Linked DNA regions of Sus scrofa: region 1 is linked to region 2. The links are chromatin contacts, called in public Hi-C maps. All regions are on one chromosome and are shown on one strand. The core of a region is the stretch at or near the end of the contact, and the rest is flanking DNA. Distances in the headings are between cores, read along the strand shown. Region 1 overlaps EPHB3 (ephrin type-B receptor 3). Region 2 holds the start of MAGEF1 (melanoma-associated antigen F1).

Region 1 (3,373 bases), core at 2-2,501, 110 kb before region 2:
TGTGTGCACGCACTGGCCTGCACAGAGAGCATGAGTGAGTGTGTAAAAGCTTGGCCCTGTGCCCTGCAGTGGGGCCAGCTGGGCCGTCAGCGGAATAAAGGCAATAAGATGATTCTCTTGCCGCTTCTCATTCCACCTCCCAAGGCAGGATGCCCTGTTGCCCACAAGTTCGCAGTCCTTTAGCACCACTCCTCCCCAGGAGTTGTTGGGAGGCCAGATCCAGGCCTCTCCAGACTCAATTTCCCTTTTGTGCTTCAGCCTTGTTGCAGCTAACTTCTTGGAAGTGGGGTGATAACAGTAGAGAGCAAACTACCTCGAATCTCCTGCCTTCTAAGGTCTGGGCCTTCCCAGGGGTTGTCTCTCCGGACGGACACTTGAGTCTGGATGGTGTTTCACAGACTGAGTCTTTTTACACCCATTGTCTCTGTGGGAGCTGGGGGTGGAGGGAGTCGGTCAGCTCCCAGGGTCACATGGCCCAGGACAAAGGGGATGAGAGCCCACTGGTGTTCAGTTGCAGAAGCAGGTTCCTTTCAGCCAAGCGTCAGCCCAGCAGTGTGGCGACTCTTTACTCAGTGATTACTATGCTCCTGGCACCAGGCTAAACTGCTCCATTTATACATGGCTCTTATTTAATCTCACAACAACCCAGCCAGGGAAGGAAGTATTTTTATCTCTTTTTTACAGAGGAGGAAAGGGAGAGGTTAAGTAACTTGCCCAAAGTCGCTGAGCCAGTAAGCAAGGCCTGAGGCTGGGATTCCCACCCAGAGGCTGCCTGCACACTTGAAAGGTTCAGAGGATAAATAACCAGAACTGGGGAGAGGGTTAGGAAAACAGCTTCTGGAAATGTCAAAGGAGAGAGGGGGCAGGGTAGGGTGGGGGGCCTCAGAGGCCCCTTGGACGCAGAAACTCGCGGGGAGGGGGTGCGGGGGCATGAGCAGTCACTTTTCCAGTGTCAGGAGGAGGGAACCTTGGGCAGTAAACCTTTGCAGGGCAGAGAACAGGTTTCCAAGGAATCTGCACATCCTACATTAGAGTCTGGCTGGACCGGAGAGGGGGAGCAGTGAGGACCAAGCCTCAGATCTCTGGGTTCACGTGTGGGACGGAGCCCGGCACATCTTTCCAGGCAGGGCAGAGCTCGGTAGGGGAATTCTAAGCGGGGTCGATAGCTGGGGATTGGTGGTGCAGCAGGATGGAGGCACCGCGCGGCTATTTCTGGTGCAGGGGACCAAGCCCCGGGAGGCAGACCAGGCCGGCGAGAGAGTGGAGTGGGTCCAAGGCGAAGGATGAGGGTTTCTGCCCGCCCGCTTCCAGCGGCTAGTGCCTGGCGAGAAGAGGGGCAGGGACGCGGCGGTCGAGCGGCTACGGCTCCGGGGGCCGCTCCCGCCCCTCGCCGCGCGCTCCCGCACCGGGGCTGCTCCCGGCGTGCCGCTCCTTAGTATTCCCCCCACGGAGCCCAGCCACGCTGCAGTGGCTGCCCGGGGGAGGGGCTCCCTGCAAGGCTGGGGCCCTCTGCAGCCCCGGGGGGCTCCGGCGATCGGGGACCGGATGGGACGGAGCTCCTCCGCCGAGCCCTCCTTTCTTCCCCGGTTGGGAACTACGCCGAGGGCGGAGGCTGAGGGGGCGATGAGGGGGGTGGGGGAGGGCCCGAGGCCGCCCTGCGCCCAGGCGCCGCAGCTGTCAGCGGCGAGAGGTGTCGCGGGCGGCCAAGGGAGGAGACGCGGTGCTGAGTGGAGTCTTGCACACCCCGCGCCGCATTCCCGGGCTGAGGGCTCAGATAAAGGGAAGGGGGCATTCCAAGCTCCTGCTCAAGTGTCCACTTCCTCTTCCCGAGGCTCCAGGGTAGGGGAGGGACCGTGGCCCGCGTCTCCTGAAGTGACCTCCTCACCTATCCTTTCACTCGAACCATCTTAGTGGGAGTCTGGGGTAGGGCTCCGCCCACCGATGTAAGTCACGCCCCCGGCTGTGCAGGCGGGGAGGGCGGGGCCGTGGGCGTTGAGCGCCGAGGGAGAGGTGGGGGCTGGGAGACGCACTTACAGGGGCCCTCTGTGCGTGCGCTCCAAGACAAAGATTTCAAGGGACGTCTGGACCCCGGAAACCCGAGGTGCATAAGGTACTCTATTGGATGTGCCCTGTGCAGCACACCGTACATACCTCCTTCACGTGTGTCCGGCTTTGTACTCCCCTGCATGTACGCCACGTCCTCAAGTCACCTCCCTTACCCCGGTTCTCACGTTCTGTTTCAAGACCCTCCCTTGGTCCCACCTCCTAACCCACACGCCCCCAGAGCTTCCCACGACGGAGCGGAGGTGGGGGAAGGGATGCAAAGAAAGGACAAAAGCCTCCCCTTCTTTGATGGTTCCTCCCCCGGTGCATTCCTACCTGGGCCGCCTAACCCTGTTAACCTGTCTCACTAGAGCTTTGGCTGAGTCCTCAGACACCCCGCCCCCACCCCCAAGCTGGGGTGTAAAGAGGGATGGGGTGTGGTTAAGGCTTGGGAAGAATGAGGGTACTCAGGAGGGGTCTGGCTTTCCTGGGGGCCGATGAGGCATGCGAGGTCTTAACACTGGTTAGCTGGTTAGCGTCTTGGTTAATTAATTACACACTCCTGGGGGCAGAGAGCGCGTAAAAAAGGCAGCCAGTGGGATGGGGGTGGGGCGGGGAGTGTTGAGTGTGGGGGAGGAGCGGTTTCCTCTCACCTCCTTAATCGCATCTGCCCCAGAGCTGCAGTTGCAGCCCCAAATGACACAGTTCATTCCTCTCTCTGTGCCTGAACGCGGAGAGTAGGGGCAGGTAGAGAGAGTAAGCTGCCCTAGGCTATTCAGAATGACCCTCTGCCAGGAGGGCCCCAGGGAGAGGGCCCTGAACCACAGCTGTTAGATCTAAGCCTGGGTGGCCAGACCTTGGATTAGCACCTGGAAATCTGGGGCGACTGGGGTAGTGCAGTGGGAAAGGCTGCAGATTTAGATTATAGATAGACCTAGGGGTCAAAGCCCAGCTTCCTTAGCCTTTGACCTTAGGTAGGTTGACCTTTCTATGCCTCTTATGTCCTCATCTACAAAAAGGAATAGTAATCATTCCTATCTCATGAGATTGATGCAAACATTAAGTCAGTTAATACGTGAAAAGTGTGTGCTGGGGATCAGAGTAAATACTCAAAAATGTTAGCTACTATTTTTATTAGTATGATTGAATAAAATGTAGGAAGAGATAGGAAAATGCTGAGTAGCGCTTGGTATGTCGCAGGGGTGGAAGAAACTAAAGCATGGGGTGGGGTAGGGCATCCACCAGCCCCGTTTCACCCACAGGGATGGATGCTGGACATTTTGCTGCAGGCTTAGCCCAGGTGCTGGCCCACTTCCTGGGATAGGGCTGC
Region 2 (3,510 bases), core at 800-3,299:
CCAGATCTGCCATGTATCAAGTCTTCCCATGTTACTGATCAGCATCTATGATCTTAACCGCTTCCCACCCCCTAACTTCTTCTTTTCCTTCCCCTCTTCTCCACCCTTCCCACTGCTACACCAAAGTCCAACTAAAGGGAACCTCAGGCAAGCCTCAACCAATCCCCCAGCTGGGTTGGGTGGCTTTCTGTAGTCTTCAACTCACTGCACTGTAATTTCCTGTTTATTTATTTACTGTCCAGTTCTGAAATGTAGGACCTTTATCTTTTTCAGCACTCTATCCTCAAATACCCCCAACAGTGCATTACACAAAAGACACTTAACAAACATATATTAAGTATACCAGGTTATACTTCTAATTTATTGCATTCCCCCCCCCAGATACTATAATAACTAAGCAAATAGAGTTACATGTCAGTCTTTTTTCTTTATACAATACACAAAAAAGTGTTGCGAAGCTAGATACTAATCAGTTATTTTTTTTCTGGTACCAGATCATCATACTGCTGAGTTCCTTTAAACTACCTAAGTACAGCATTCACTGTTGCATCATTTGTTCAAGATCACAGAATAAAATGTTTTTCAATTCATTTTACAAAACCAGCAAAACTTTACAACAAAATCCTACAGGAAAAAGTATACGAATCTCATTTACAAACATCAATTTAACAGTATATTAAATGTAACAAAACTTAGCAAGATACAAAACCTAAATCCTAGTTACATAAATACAACCGCTACAGAAAACACGACCCTCCCCCCACCTATTCTACTTAGACTCAGTAGTTTTTGTGCCCAACTCCACCCACCCCCTCAGCCCCCCCCCCTCCGGCTGGCCACTCTTCCAATAGCCCTCACCAGCGGTGATTGCCGGCCCTAGCATTGGCTCTGGCCCTAGCCCTAGGCCTAATACTGGCCTCAGCTCTGGCTCTGTCAGCCTCGTCTGCCAGGGCCTCACGGTACAGCACTGGCCAGTGTTGGGGTTCTTTCTTATGGAGCTTGGCCACGAACCCCAGGACTTTCATCTTGCTGGTTTCCAGGTTGCTTCGGGGACCCCAAGAGAATTCACATTCCGGTGGGTTGGTGTGAGGCACACGCCTGTAATTGAGGTATCTCAGCTGCACGAAATCTTCCATAATAAGCCTCTTCGGGTACCCAAAGAGGAAGTGATATTTTGAGGGACGCACCCCCAACCGACGCAGCATCTCCCAGACCTGTGCCTCCCTGGCGCTATTACCTTTCATGTAGATAAGGCCCAAGATCATCATTAAGAGACCCAGTCTGGGGCCATCTCCTCCCAGATCCTCCTCCTTATCCTCAGGAGGTTTTAGTTTGTTCATCAGGATGTAAGTGTGGTGCTTGCGGTCAAGCTGTTTCAGCTCGAAACCAAAGACATACCGCAGATGCTCTGCGGCCCTTGCGATGATCTCGGGGAACAGATCCTTCAAGTCTCCGATAACATACTTCACCATCTCCGAGCGAGTGATGGGACTCTTCTTCTTGTCCTTCACCAGCAGAAACTGCACCAACTCGGCCACCGTCCGATCCAGACGGCGGCAAGCCCGGCGCCGGGCCAAAGTTTTGGCTGCCAAGGCCCTCGCACCTTTCGGGGTGAGGGCGGGCTCCGCAGCCCCTTCCTCCTTTACTGCGTCAAGGTCCTCCTCTGGGCTCTCTTGCAGGAGGGGGCTCGGGGCCTCCTCCTGCGAGACGGTCAGGGCCTGGGTCTCACCGTCATGGCTGCCATCCATCTCCCCCTCGACTTGAGGGACGGGGAGAACCCCGCTCTCGGGTTTCTGCAACATGTTTTTGCGCAGGCAGGTGCAAAGCGCGTACTCGGGCCGAGGGATGTGCAAGCCGCTGCGCAAACCCTGGCGGAAGGGTTGGACAGCGGCTGGGGCGCCTGGAGTAGGACTAGGAGAGATGACACAGGGGTTTCTGTGGCTGCTAGGCGGTACCGCACACGGCTCGGGACGGTCGCCGCAACGCCGCCGGCGCTCAAGACCTGCGCCGCCGCCGCCGCGCAGCCTCAGTGCGCGCCCGCCGCTGGATCGCCGTAACACTTCCGGCCAACTCAGCCAAGATGGCGGCCCGGAGGCCGGCGAAGCCCCTCCTTTTCCGGCTACCGCTGGGTTGGAGGTGCGCACCGGCTTTCCGGGATGCTTGGGCTGTGGAAGAGTGTAGTTTGCGCAGCTTTTTAAGACTGCAAAGCTGGAGGAGGATAACCAGGAATTTCTCAAGGTTTCAGTGTGCAAGAATGGAGTAGGATGGAGTTCTAGCCACGTCCTTTCAGCAGGCGCTTGATTCTAAGTGTGTGTACCTAAGATTTTGAGTAATTTACTGTGGTTCAAATGCGGAATGTAAGGAGATGAAGGCTGGGAGATAAGGCTGTGCGGGACGGTGCAGGGCCTTGAACAGGATGCTAGGCAGATTGAAATCTTTTCTGAGGACGATGGGAATATGCAACAGGAAGATTAAACAAAGGAGTGCCCAGACCAGATCTGTTATCTTTCCAGTCTCTCTGGGTGGCAGTGTAGAGAATGGATTGGAGTAGGGCTGACCAAAAACTGGGAATCCAGCTTGAAGTATTGGAGTATTATTTCATAGTGCAGAATAGGAACTAAGACGTGGCCTATCTTGTTCATTGGTGTATCAGTGCCTGGCACATAGAGGCACTCCATAAATATCGTAGAATGGATGACGAGGGAGTAAGGATAGTAGATTCTACAGGGGTGAAAGGAAGATGATAAACGATATATTGAAGTATAGCTGGCAGAAATAGTGACAGATTGGAGGAAAGGGGAGGTTTTTTAAAAAATGTAATCAAACTTAACTACTCCCATTACTTTTTCTTTTTGCCTACTCTACTCTGAGCTTTCTCCTAGTGTCTCTCCTCCCTCTCTCCCTCCCTCTCCAACTCCTCCTCTCCCTTTTCTCTCATTTCCTCCCTTCCCCCTCCCTTTTCCCTCCTTTCATCCCAGTCTCCCCTCTCCCTTCCTCCTCCCTCCTTCCCCTTCTCCTCCTCCTTTCCCTTCCCCTGCTTCTCTTCTCACCCTTCCCCTCATTTCTAGGATCAGCTTAAATTTCTCCTTTCCAAAGCCTTCCTTAGTCTCTGTGCATGGAAGTTATTTACTCCTATATCTGAATCACCGTAGAAATTTGTATTTGTTTAACACCCACTCATATACACCTTATTGTGCTCCAGGCTCTGTTCTAACCATCGTTCCAATATTAATTTATTTAATTCTCATTAAAGTAAGTACTCTTAGCACTATCCTCGTTTTATAGATATGTCTGTCCTATGAAATTTGCTATTTACTAGCTATGTAGTCTTGGACGAATTAACCTAAACTTCCTGTCCCTCAGTTGCCTTGTCAGTAAAATGGGTATAATGCAAGACAACATTGTAGAGATTATGTGAAGTAATGCATATAAACTAACACAATGTTTGGCATATAGTGTTCAATAACTGTTAGCTATTTTTTTGCATATTTGTAATGTGCTGTTACTGTG

The links. Hi-C and Micro-C count contacts between places; a contact is called where the count stands out from the background.
Region 1: a contact with region 2 is called in a Hi-C map of retroperitoneal adipose tissue, with 1.6 times the contacts expected there. The contact joins the enhancer-like site here to the promoter of MAGEF1 in region 2. A contact is called at or near these places in 1 of 5 promoter capture datasets (fetal skeletal muscle), 10 of 47 Hi-C or Micro-C datasets (alveolar macrophages, embryonic fibroblasts, fetal heart ventricle and 7 more) and 1 of 2 datasets of contacts at active chromatin or transcription factors (skeletal muscle).

Annotation. Positions count from the first base shown.
Region 1 is chr13:122,488,185-122,491,557 of Sscrofa11.1, forward strand. EPHB3 (ephrin type-B receptor 3) reads left to right here. Exons shown (of 16, transcript XM_003358733.5): 16 at 1-112. Among named protein-coding and RNA genes, the nearest start is that of EPHB3, 22 kb to the left of the region's middle. Within about 2 kb of position 1,252, at least 36 of the 83 cell types and tissues checked have an H3K27ac peak or open chromatin away from gene starts, as enhancers often do. A contact at or near this core is called in retroperitoneal adipose tissue and skeletal muscle, where this site is marked.
Region 2 is chr13:122,600,651-122,604,160 of Sscrofa11.1, forward strand. It overlaps MAGEF1 (melanoma-associated antigen F1), which reads right to left and starts at 2,050. Exons shown (of 1, transcript XM_003483283.4): 1 at 334-2,050. The coding sequence starts at 1,802. The coding sequence ends at 855. The region is part of intron 2 of LOC110256376 (a long non-coding RNA gene); the gene reads left to right.